2 separate regions of the Zea mays genome follow, and region 1 is linked to region 2. A link is a contact called in public Hi-C data. All regions are on one chromosome and are shown on one strand. The core of a region is the stretch at or near the end of the contact, and the rest is flanking DNA. Distances in the headings are between cores, read along the strand shown.

Evidence for each region. Hi-C and Micro-C count contacts between places; a contact is called where the count stands out from the background.
Region 1: a contact with region 2 is called in a Hi-C map of ear, with 8 times the contacts expected there. The contact joins the enhancer-like site here to the promoter of LOC103638767 in region 2. A contact is called at or near these places in 6 of 25 Hi-C or Micro-C datasets (ear, leaf, root tip and 1 more).

Annotation. Positions count from the first base shown.
Region 1 is chr9:104,060,684-104,066,715 of Zm-B73-REFERENCE-NAM-5.0, reverse strand. No RefSeq gene overlaps it. Among protein-coding and RNA genes, the nearest start is that of LOC100282052, 21 kb to the left of the region's middle. Within about 2 kb of position 2,180, at least 10 of the 20 cell types and tissues checked have an H3K27ac peak or open chromatin away from gene starts, as enhancers often do. A contact at or near this core is called in ear and tassel, where this site is marked.
Region 2 is chr9:103,991,292-103,998,033 of Zm-B73-REFERENCE-NAM-5.0, reverse strand. LOC103638767 (probable glucomannan 4-beta-mannosyltransferase 9) reads left to right here and starts at 4,687. Exons shown (of 9, transcript XM_008661585.4): 1 at 4,687-5,331; 2 at 5,520-5,618; 3 at 5,705-5,957; 4 at 6,704-6,742. The coding sequence starts at 5,011.

The DNA of each region.
Region 1 (6,032 bases), core at 931-3,430, 71 kb before region 2:
CTGAGCGGTGACTGGCTTCGTCTGAAACCCTTGGAAGCTAGTTATCAGCATATCCTTTAATTTCTGCCAAGAAGTGATTGTCCCTGGCCGAAGAGAAGAGTACCAAGTCTGAGCAACACTCCTGACGGCCATGACAAAAGATTTTGCCATGACTGTCGTATTGCCACCATACGAAGATATGGTTGCTTCATAGCTCATTAGGAATTGCTTCGGGTCTGTGTGACCGTCATACACAGGGAGTTGGGGTGGCTTGTAAGACTGTGGCCATGGTGTAGCCTGCAATTCTGTTGAGAGAGGAGAAGCATCATCAAAAGCAAAGTTTCCATGATGGAAATCTTCGTACCAGTCATCCTCATTGTGGAAGCCTTCCTGATGAAGCTCTCTGCGTGGAGGCCTTCGGCTTTGATCATCTTGAACAAGATGACGAACCTCTTCAGAAGCTTCGTCTATCTGTCTCTGAAGATCAGCTAGACGAGCCATCTTCTCCTTCTTGCGTTGCACCTGTTGCTGAAGGATCTCCAGGTTGTGGATCTCCTGATCTAGGTCATCCACCGGAGGTGTTGGACTAACAGCCTTCCTCTTCTGGCTTCGGACCTCTCTGAGAGAAAGGACATCCTGATTGGGATCCAGCGGCTGTAAAGTACCAGCCCCTGTCGCTGAAGCTTTTTTCGGCGGCATGACGAAGGTGATGCTTGCCGAAAGTGTTCAAGATTCAAAAAATGGAAGTGAGTTCACCGGAGGTGGGCGCCAATGTTGGGGACTTGTTCTCAAATGCTATGAATCAAGAACAAGGCAACATAAAATGTTAAATGTTAATATCCTTCGTCCTTTTAAACATTATTTCCCTAAGGATATAATGATTTTTGGACGAAGGTTATGAAGGACATACCTTCATAAACATAAAATATAATAATGAAGAAGGAATCATATGAAACATAAAAATAACATAAACAGTTGTGTATTATTATCGACTCATTTCCATTTTATTATAACGGGAAGATAAAAATGATATCAAATTACAAGTGTACCTTCAGCTCGTAAGAAGGTAAAAGTACAAGTGTGACGCAAAAGTCAATGCCAAAACCAGTGTGTCCAGTACAGGGATACTGTTCAACTATTTATAGGCACGGGTCGCAGCCCATAGAAAATTACAATAATGCCCTTTATATTTATCAATAACTCTATGATAACTCTTCGAGGTCTAATCTGGTTTTTCATCTTTAAGTCGGTTTCCTTTTCCGCCGCTATTCCGAAGCTCTTCTACACACAGCTTCGTCTCTGCGCCAACCTTTGTGCTTCTTCGTACCGTGGCTCTGATCCGAGTCCGAAGATACCTGTTAATGTACTTTACTCCAGAAACATTGTTAAATCATGTTTTTGAGGACCTTCGGAAGCCGAAGGCCCCCAATAATATAGGAATATTATCAGCTACTGAACCAGCTACTATCAAGTCTGACATAGATACCAGATCTCAGCCAAGAACTACCAATACTACTGCAAATCAGAAGAAGAACGGATTACCTAGAAGGAGTGTCACAACAGCGAGAGGGAGGAGACGTGAGAGGGGAGAGGAGACGACGGCGAAACCCTAGCGCGAGGAGAGCGCGACGGATGGATTTGTCTAGCTCGAGCGCGAGGAGAGCGCGACGGTGGCCGAACGTAGCCTGGTTCACGTGGAATGTGCCTTTTGGCCGTATCCCACGGCCTGGTTGAGGCCAATATTTTGCACGAGTCTGACCTGATCCAGACTTACATCCAAGCAACCAAACACATGAAGTTGTCTAATTTTTGTATCTGTAGAGCTTTGCACGTGCGCACGGATCTAACCAAACACATGGATATGCTCCCGCCTGCAGCCCCGTTCCGCTGCGATGGGCGTGCCGTTCATCGGCCCGACCACACAACATTCCCAGCGGCGCCCTGTGCTCCTCCCGTTAGTTATCATCTACCGGGCATCCGCCGCGCGGCGCGCGCTGCCGAAAATCACTGCGCATAGCGGGCCCGCGCTCAGCCCCCTCCCCTCGGCCTGCTGTACAAGACGATCAAGACCTGCAGGCCCGGCGGCGGCGCCGCTGCCGCGCCGTGGAAGTGCAGCTCCTCGTGTGGTTTGGGGATGGAGAGTGCGAAGCATGTGCGCACAAGGGAGATGGAAGGCGACCGACGCGGCGGCCTCGCTCGCGCGAGGACAGGCAAGGGCCCGCGCGCGTCCGATCACCTCACCGGACCGTGTACTGCATGGACGCAGGGCACACGAGTTCACACGAGTCGGTTGTTGTTGCTGCTGCTGTGATTTGTGAGCCGTGTCGCCGTCGGTGATCACATGCGCCGCGATTTGATCCTGTAGGACGAAGACGAAAGCGTGGTGGAGTCGGAGTGGACGTTACGTGAGTACTATTCCTGTCAAAATACAGACCCACCGCGTGTGCTCTGCAGGCCGCAGCGACATTGCCGTGCAGGCTCGCCATTTCTCCTCTCTGCATGTATTTGGTTGACTCATCAGAGTTTAACTACTGCTGCAGTGCTTGCTGATCTGCTCTGCTATGTTTCGTCGTCGGCTGATTAGCCAGCACAGCGGCGGCACGAGTTGCACGCTGCCGCGCGCCTGTGGCTACTGGCTAGTGGCTACTAGCTAGTAACAGTCAGTAGTACGCGGCAAGACTATAAGACTAGCTAGCATAGAACGCATGCACGCATAAGTGCTAATCAAGCCAACCACCAATATCTTTGCATAGAAACTACCGACGCACCTCAAATTTCCACACGCCGTGCTCTAAGCTTAATTAGCTACCTCAAAAACGCCCTTTCGTCATAGCCGTCAGATCACTTATGAACTGTTTTCGTGTGTCCCTATCTAGAACATCATGGCATCACAATCGATATCATCGAAGAACAATGAAATTGAATGTGTCGATTTTTAATAGTTCCGGCACAAATTTTACATATTGCGTTGTGACGATCAAACAGGAAAAACAAGTGTACATGGGCGAGAAGCTCGCTAGCCTCACATGGCAAGAAGTTAAAACCATCATAAACGAAAACTAACCGTAATGTAACTACCTAATTTATGTAAGTTTAAGGGAATAGGTCTACATAACCCTATTCTTTGATTACGTGTCTACATCAGAGAATGTCCTTGAAAATTGGATCTTTAACCCCTGTAACCTTGATAATACTATGCACAAGACTCATGGTAGGTCTTCTGATTTCATGGCCTGTAGAACATCGTGGACTTGTTTATGTTTTTCCCGTCCAACGTGACATGACGCCCTGTTCCCCTATGCATGTACCGGCTAGCGTAGCGGGAAACATCGCACTTTTGGGGCTGATTTGGTGACCCAGGATCTCAGGAGGATTGGAGGGGATTGATGAGAAAATTAGTTTATTTCCCCCCTCAATTCCCTCCAATCCTCCCGTGATCCCTTTGTCCACAACGTGGGCTCAGACAGGGGGATCCACTATGCCCTTATCTTTTTCTCCTCTGCGCTTGTTTGAACCAAAAAAGAGCTGCGGACGGTCCGGCCCTGAGGCCGGACGGTCCGCGGTCCGGACAGTCCGCGCCTGTGGGCCGGACGGTCCGCGCGTGCGCAGAACAGATTAGGGTTCCGAGTTTTGTGCTACGGTTGTTAGCTATATTCGCGGAATTAGCTCGGAATCAGTTGTGTAAAGGGTCCAGCCCCCCTCCTCTATAAATAGAGAGGTCTACGGCCGATTTGTATCATCAACAATCGAATCAATACAACTTTTATTCGCATTTTATCCTAGGAGTAGTTCTAGTCTAGTTTAGGTTTAGCCTCCCAATCCCCAAATTCTTCGTCTCTCTTCGGCTCTACGTCGATTAGAGGAGTCTAGGTCGGCCGGCCCGAGCCTAGACACCACCTAGGATCTCTCCTCCCCGACGGGGTCCCTCCCGGGAGCGAAATCCAGGCGCCGCCGGCGACTTCCGCCGCCTCTGCGTACGCGCGGACCGTCTGGCCCCTAGGGCGCGGACCGTCCGGCCGTCAGGCAGAGAAGCCCTAGCCGCGCACCAGGCCGCGGACCGTCCGGCCCCAGGCCGCGGACAGTCCGCCCCTGCGCAGAGAGTACCACCGCGCCTCGCACCAGGCCGCGGACCGTCCGGCCTCGCGCGCGGACCGTCCGCCCCTGTGCAGAGAGCACCGCCGCCGGTTCTTCTTGAGTATTTGGCGCTCCGAAAAGGCGTCAACATACTTTTTGGCGACTCCGCTGGGGACGACATATCTAAGCTCATCAAATCGGCCCTCAATGGCCGGTTCAAGGGATAGCTCTGATATTTCTCCAAGCAACATCATAGAGCCGACTTGGGAAACCTTGCCGGCTGACGAGCAGCTCCAGTTCGAGGAGCACAAGGAGCGGATGATCCAGGAGGCGAAAGCAAAGTTCTTGGCCAACTTCAAAGTGGACAGGAACAACAAAGTCGTCCGACATCGGGCGACGGATCCGGCTTCGCTCCAACCCACGCCAGATATCCCCAATGTAAGTAATACCAACGATCTGCAATCTCTTAGAAATTATGTAGAAGATCAGCGTGAACAAATGCAGAACATCATAGGGGGTATGCAAAGCGATCTTAAGAGACTAGTGCGTGCATTTGATAAATCTAGTATCACAAATTTTCCTTCGCACGAGGTTGAGTTAGGAGGTAACACGCGTAACACATCGGCTACAGGTTGTCACGACCAGTCACAACCCCTTTATGGGATGCCGATGGACACATACCCTGAGCAACCGCAAATCGGCAGCAAATCAGCCGATCTGCACATACCCGGACCGTCCGCACGTGAGCGCGGACCGTCCGGACCAACAACAGTCGGGCCGATTTTTAATGAGTTACCTAGATATGCGCCCGAACCTCCACACACGACACAGAATCTAAACTACCCAGTCGGACCGTCCGCGTACAACAACGGACGGTCCGCACATAATCACGGACGGTCCGGGCCAATGTCCGGACAGTCCGCACATGACCTTTTTGAGGAGGATTGTTACCAGAATCCTCACCCGTCCCAGCAGCACTTCCCATCGCACTATACAATGCATCAATCCATTAATTCAAGATCCAGAGCCCAGGAAAGCTTTCCGGCCCCACCCAGGAGGCCGGAAAGAAACGATCAAACCTATGACCCATATAGGGCAAATGAAAATGCACCACGTAACTCAAACCAATGGGGGGAAAGACAACATGCTAATATCCAGCCAACCTCACCTATGTTTGACCAGAGAGCCGGTGGTCTCGCACCGGCTGCCATTGATATAGTAAGGGAAGAAATAGCCGGGGCGTTCCGAGATAAGCTCGGAGTAAGCATGGTCCCTGGGGGGCAATCATATCGGAAACCTTATGAAAGCCGATTTGATCACCACCCATACCCACAGGGAACCAGGATACCCGAATTCGCAAAATTTTCGGGTGATCAAGGGAAAAACACACGCGAACATATAGGCCAGTTCTTAGCACAATTGGGAGAATTGGCCGACACAGAGGCATTTCGCGTACGTTTATTTTCATTATCGCTAACAGGAACCGCGTTTGCATGGTATGCCACTTTACCTCCTAATTCCATTTCATCATGGGGGGATCTAGAACAAAAATTTCATGATCATTTTTTCTCCGGTGACTATGAGTTGGATTTGGTAGATTTAGTGTCGTTGCGACAGACAAAAGATGAATCGGTTAATGATTACATCCGGAGATTCCGAGATACAAGAAACCGATGCTTTCAAATTCATTTAGCAGAGAAACAGCTAGTAGGATTAGCCTTTAATGGTCTGCAATATTATTTAAAAGAAAGATTAGAAGGCATCCAGTTCTTTACACTAGCACAATTACACCAGAGAGCTTTGGCTTGTGAAAGCCGAAGCAAAGAAACTGCTAAAACAACTCATCACAACGTACATGTAGTAGAATGCGACCAAAGTAGCTCAGAAGACGAATCAGCAGAGGTGTATGCTGCTGAAATGGTTTGGCCAAAGCAGGCCAAATCTTCGGCTTGTGCCTCCTTACAGCCGGTTCAAAAGAA
Region 2 (6,742 bases), core at 3,438-5,937:
TCTGAGCCTGGCATCTCCGATACCAGGTTGGTACGGCCGGTACCGCGCAGGTTGTATTGGTGGGAAACTGGAGGGCAGGGCATGGTGGCTCATCGCCTGGAAGATGGTCCAGGCGTCGTGGCTGCCCGAGAGGAGAGGCTGGTAGGTGAACAAGGGGCAGGGAGCAATAATATCTTTATTACTTCTTGCCTACTGGCATATTACAAAAGTCCTACTTATATAGGCCTATAGCCAACTGAAATCTCCTAACAAATAGGCTGATCTAAACAGCTTGAACCAACTGAAATCTCCTAACAAATAGGCTGATCTAAACAGCTTGAATCCCTATCTTAACAAACTCCCCTATAGCAGACTTATCCCTTCAGGCGGCCTAGGACTCGCCATCCTTATCCCTTCTCTTGTATGTCTGTCCAACCATAATAGTAGTCATCCAAACACTTGGAGGCTTTATACATGCAGTTAATTGCATGACGGCATGGCAACCCTGACAATTCCCAGTATCTGCACGTACAAGTCCTTTATTCTAGGTTGACTATGTACCTCCTGTCCTCCTTCTCTTGAACTTCAAAGCCTTCCTTTCCATTCCATAGAACATCACATTTCTAGATTTCTGGATGTTGACTCTCAACGTTTTGAATATGTTAGGATATATTGTACCATACCATTTCTCTGCTCTAGCTCTGTTCTCTTGAATTCTATCCATCATCTTCTTTCTTATTGCTTCATGCATTGGTACCATCGAAAAGAACCTTGCATCCATGATACTGTTATTGAAGCTTTGACACATTGTTGTCCACATAGTCACAGTTTGAACCAACTTTGAAAAAGCTCTACTCTAGTGTTCTGATGTAGTGGACATCATGTCTTTGGCTCTTTATGGACTAACTTGGGCAAGGAAGGTTCCGTTGTAGTTGAATAAAACTATGCATGAACTTTTAGCATAGTTCCATCACTTCTACAATTTCTTGTCACTGTACTTCTTCCTTCGGTTTGCATAGATGTGTCTAGCACACATTTTATGTTGTGCATTTGGCACTAACTCCCGATTAGCTTTCAGTAATCCCTTCTATTGGTCTGATATTAGTACATATACTTCACCACCATTTTTGATATGCAAGTCTTTCTATAAAAACTAAGGAACCAGTACCAACTGTCATATGATTCAGTAGCCCCTGCTGCCCATGCTACAAGGTATATTTGATTATTGACATATGTTCCTATGGCACATAGTAACTTACCATTATTTCCATCCTTGAACCAGTAGCCATCTAATCCTAGGACCCTTCTACAACCAGGAATGAAACCCTTCTTTTGGAGCAGCATCTAGACTAAAAGGTTATCGCAAGTATAAGGCAAGTTGTGTTCTTGATCACTTTCTTTACCTAATAATAATTATGTTAATCACTATGACACTGTTAGGTTAAGATGATAGCACATAATAGGTTACCGGATTTTGTTTACCCTACACCTTGCAAACAAATGAACTATTGGGTAGTGTTGCTATTGCTCTACCTGGTTTTGAGATTATTAATATTATATCTGAATTATGATCATGCTCTATCATTATTGTTGGATTATTTATTGTTCATGATAAGATTATTTTGTTAATTGGAATATGGAGAACCACCCAAGAAAACAGAGCTACCATAAGGGTGGAATGGAACACCCTTGGCCAATTAATTAGGAAAGCTAGGGAGAGATTACCTTACCCAAAAGGGGCAAGCAGGGAGTGCGTCGCCGTAGAGTATAGGGAGGTCCTCGGTTCGAACTATTTGTAATAGCTTTTTAGACGAGGGATTCATATGCTTCTTTCTTCCTGAAACCATAGCGAGTTTTCTCAAATTAGTGGAACTTTGGAAAGACCACGTAGTGCTACCCTGCCTCGCCTCCTCGATAGAGGTGTATGGGATTCTTGACCCCGTGGCAGATGGGTATCACAGCTTGTGGGTAAAGACGATAAGCAACCTCTGTAGAGTGTAAAACTGATATATCAGTTGTGCTCATGGTCATGAGCGGCTCGGACCCTCACATGAGTAATTTATAGAATTAAATTTAATCAGTCATTTGCATTGTATTGTGGAATTTAGTATTAATTGTGATCAATTATTCAATCAAGTTGGTACCTGCTTATACTTAGTAAATGCTAATAAAATTTTGACCAACTTATTAAAAGCAATGCTCAGCTTTAACCATCTTTCTTGGTAAGTATTACACTTCACATGAGCCCCCACTGTAAGTGATCTCATGCACGTTATTCCTCATACTAGTTGAGCGATGAACGTATGTGAGCTCACCCTTGCTGTACTCACATCAGGTCAAGAACAGGTACCACTGGAGGAACATGAAGATGCTACGATGAGTTCGGAGAAGTCTAGGTCGTCTCCTAGTCAACTATGGTCCCGGAGGATTGTTGTCCTCATATGATGTATTTATTTAGCTATTTTGTACAGAACCCCTATTATATAATAAACATGCGACATTGATTTCTGTACCATGAGTCATCATATGTGTGAGACTTGATCCTAGTACACATTTGAGACGCGCCCGGGTTTGCCCTTAAATCTGGGTGTGACATGTAACCATCATCAACATAGTGGAAGCCTCGATCTACCACATGGTGACAGATCTGAGCAAACAGAGGAAGGAGTTGAAATAGACTCTAAGCCAGGTTGGCTAACTCCAACATGGATGTAGGCAAGCATTTCAGGCTTGGCTAAACCACATGATAAATCCTTGTGTCACTTATCTCTGCTTCGCTCTATTTCATTCTTTGTCTCTTACTTGATTTGATTTGCACTTCTATACTTATCATGATGGAGCGATTGATTGCAGCTAAACATGGGACGTCTGACCCGAACATCAAGTCGTCAGATATGGCCACTGATTCAATGGCCATAGCGTCGTGCCATGGCCATACTAGCCCTACAACTAGAGCAAGATGGGAGGGATGGTCATAGGGCGCGATGCACCAAATCCACCCACCATGCCTAACGGATATATCAGCAATCCCAAGGTCGAGTCGTCGTGCCGCACAAGGCGAGAGGAGGGGACACAGGTGCCGAAGGCCACGCAATGAAGTGCAGACATTGCCGACTACAAGACGAGTTGTCGCCGCAGGCCACGGGACGAGCCTCCTCCTTCACCTCCTCCGCAGTATGTGCGACGAGCCCCCGTTGCCACCACCTCTGCTTCCTCCATAGGCCATGCGACGAGCCCCTCCCGACGCCACAAGTCGCACGTTGAGCCACACTCCCCCACAGGCGTGCACGTGTCGCCACCGCCTAGATCTGGGCGCACTGGTAGAAGGACCCCATCACCACCTTCCTTAGGATCCACACGGTGTGCAACGACCCCCAGAGGTGGTGGCAGCCGGCGGTGGCTAAGGTTTGGGCTGCCACCTGAGTCAAAACGTTTGGGTCGGAACGACTCAAACAATGAATTTTTAGGTGATCTTTGAGATTGGAGGGTCGTTGCTAATTTCACTAAGGCACTTATACAGTCTGAACATCAGTGGTCTCTGGATCTGAGAAAAAAGGTGGACACAACGGGTCGTCTCAAGAGTAATCATATTAGGAACCACATGGATGCTTCAGAGGCTTCAAACAAGTTTCCCTTCTTCCTAGCACGAGAGTTAACTCAAATCGAGCGTGCCTAGCATATGGGAGCTAACTCAAATCGAGTTTTTAGCATTTATATCCAAATCCTAACAAACTCTCTGGTAATCTAAAGAGGTAAACAAAAATCCAAATATTAGGATCCTACCAACTAATTCTCCAAGTCTTGAGGATTCCTAGTGGTCGTGTTTAGTGTGTCGCAGTTTGGCCTATTTGTGAGCCACGGATATGTTTCCTTCCTTTAAGTAAACTCAAATCCCCTTGAGGATTGGAAGGAAATAGGGGTGAAAATTAGTTTATTTCCACCTCATCCCTCTCCAATCTCCAAGGAGATTTGAGTTTCGAAACTAGTCCTTATTGATCCAAGTTGTCCACCGTAACACATCTCATCAAGAGCTGTCACTATAACAACTAGTTTGGAAACTTAAATCTTCTCCGAGATTTCTGAGAATTGTGGAGGGATGAGCTAATTTCTCATTCAATCTCTGAAAATTCTGGATGAGATTTAAGTTTGCAAACTAACCTTAAAAAGGAAAGAAAAGATGACGGATCCACAATCCAGATCAATCCACCCATTATACTCCAGCCAAAACTAAGAACTGTGTACAATAAATGCACTCTATTTTATGGACGTTTCTTGTTTTTTTCTTCTTATTGGAACGTGTACCGATTTAGAAGTTCTAAAAAGCATTACCATGTTAACATTTCCTATAATATTGAAGCACTAGTTGAGAAGCCAATTACCCTATTTTTCTAAGTATGAAAACTAGTTCTATACGCATGCATACAAAAAGAAAGAAAAAACCAATGAATACACAAGCTAGTAAAGTGATGCCTATTTTGTTTTTTTTAAATGGTAAGGTGATACCTAGCTTACAAATGGAAATGGTTGGCCCGGTGAAAACAGGTGGATGGATTCGCATGTACTCCGGTTATCAAATCCAAAAATGTATCAGCAGTTCAGCACCCTGTAGGCTGTATGTATGGCTGTATCTACCGCAGGCACAGCCAAGCGAATCACAATCACCTACGGTTAAAACCACCTGGCAGCGGCCACCGACACCCGGCGGCGGCGTCCCCGGGGGTCAGCCCCCAGCCGTTAAAATCTCCCCTCGCTGCCTCGCCGTCTGGTGGTCCCTGCGGGAGCCAACAAAGCCCACCACCCTCCCGCTAGGCGCTAGCCCACCCCTTTTATTCTCCCTCCCTTGACGAGCAACGGAGCAGGCGCTGCAGGCACCGGCACCACCCCGGCGGCGGCGCTGCATTATTCCCACCTGGCCACCGTGCCCCCCCCCCCCCCCCCCCCCCCCCGCATTGCGTGCTAGGTGTCGTCACGCCTGCTGCTCGTCTGTGTGTTGGGAGCCTGGGTCCACGGTGTGCAAAAATCACAACCGCAATGGCGGTACTGGCGGAGCTGGGGACGGTGCCGGCGGCGGGCTACTCCCGCAGCGACGTCGCGGCGGCGCTGTGGCAGCAGCTCAAGTCCCCGGTGGTGGTGCCGCTGCTGCGGGTGTCGGTGGCGCTGTGCCTGGCCATGTCCGCGATGCTGTTCGCGGAGAAGGTGTACATGGCCGTGGTGGTCGCCGCGTCGCGCCTGCTCGGGCGGCGGCCCGAGCGGCGGTACCGGTGGCAGCCCATCCGCGACGGCGACGACCTCGAGGCGGCCGCCGCCTACCCCATGGTGCTCGTCCAGATCCCCATGTTCAACGAGCGGGAGGTGAGTGAGCGCCTGCCGGACGGACGCCGGCGCCGGCGTTGGCTCTGGTCGTCTCGCGATCAAAGCGTTCATTTTTAATTTAAGGCTAGCTAGTAGGGGAGGACTTACATACACTGACCGTACGTGTGCGTGCGTGTGCTGGGCTGCTGGCTGGCTGGCTGCATGGTGGTGCGTGCGTGGACGTGCAGGTGTACAAGGTGTCGATCGGGGCGGCGTGCGGGCTGTCGTGGCCGTCGGACCGGATCATCGTGCAGGTGCTGGACGACTCCACCGACCCCGTCGTCAAGGTACATACACAACACAAGGAACTCCAGCATGCATACTATCATGTTCATGTTTCTATTAATTCCTGATGATGATGGACCACCACCAGGAGCTGGTTCGTGCTGAGTGCTGGCGGTGGGCGAGCAAGGGCGTGAACGTCAAGTACGAGGTCCGCGACAGCCGGCGAGGGTACAAGGCCGGCGCGCTCCGGGAAGGCATGAAGCGCGCCTACGCCCGCGGCTGCGACCTGGTGGCCATCTTCGACGCCGACTTCCAGCCGGAGCCGGACTTCCTGTGGCGCGCCGTGCCGTTCCTTCTCCACAACCCGGACCTCGCGCTCGTCCAGGCGCGCTGGAAGTTCGGTACGTCGTTTTTACCGCACGTACGTACTCCAGCTAGCGACCCAACCCAACTGCGTGCCCAGTACATGGAAGAACGTCGGTGCTGGGCCCAGGGTCAAAGTGTCCCTGTCACTCACACAGGCAGGCGGGTCCTCCACATAAACTGCATGATGCATGCATGCATCGGTCGGTCTCCATCGGCCACCCATGTGGTTTGCGACGCCATTCCTGTAGCCCGTAGGCACCAAAGCAAGCTTTCCTTGAGAGAGTGAGCGTCAGCTAGACAAGACACGCCAGCACCAGAGATCATATCAGCTACCACAGGTCACGGTCTGAGCCTCAGTTCCAGCCTCAACTACCTACCTACCCACCCCCCAAGTGCAAGTGCAACTTCCAACGAAACCACACCTACCTGCTTTGGCATCATCATAAACGCGGTCCAGCACTCGACCACTAGACCCAGTCTTTCCGGATCAGCAATGAACATCTCCTCCGTCTCTGGAGTCTGGACTAGTACTAGCACATATCACACTCACTCTCATTCATTCATCACTGATGGACGACAGGCGCAAAGAATAGTTCTTTTTTATATAAAAAAACATGTCTCAGTAAAGGCTGTCAACCGTCTGAATTATCCCCCACATTGATGAAAGGATGTTTTTTCGGGCCGGCAGCACCTTCCATCAGCTTGCTTTGCTAGAGGCTCTTTGTGCATGCTGAACTGCTGCTGATCCCATGTCCGCTGCTGCTGGGTCTCCCATGAGCAGTGAACGCAGACGAATGCCTGATGACAAGGATGCAGGAGA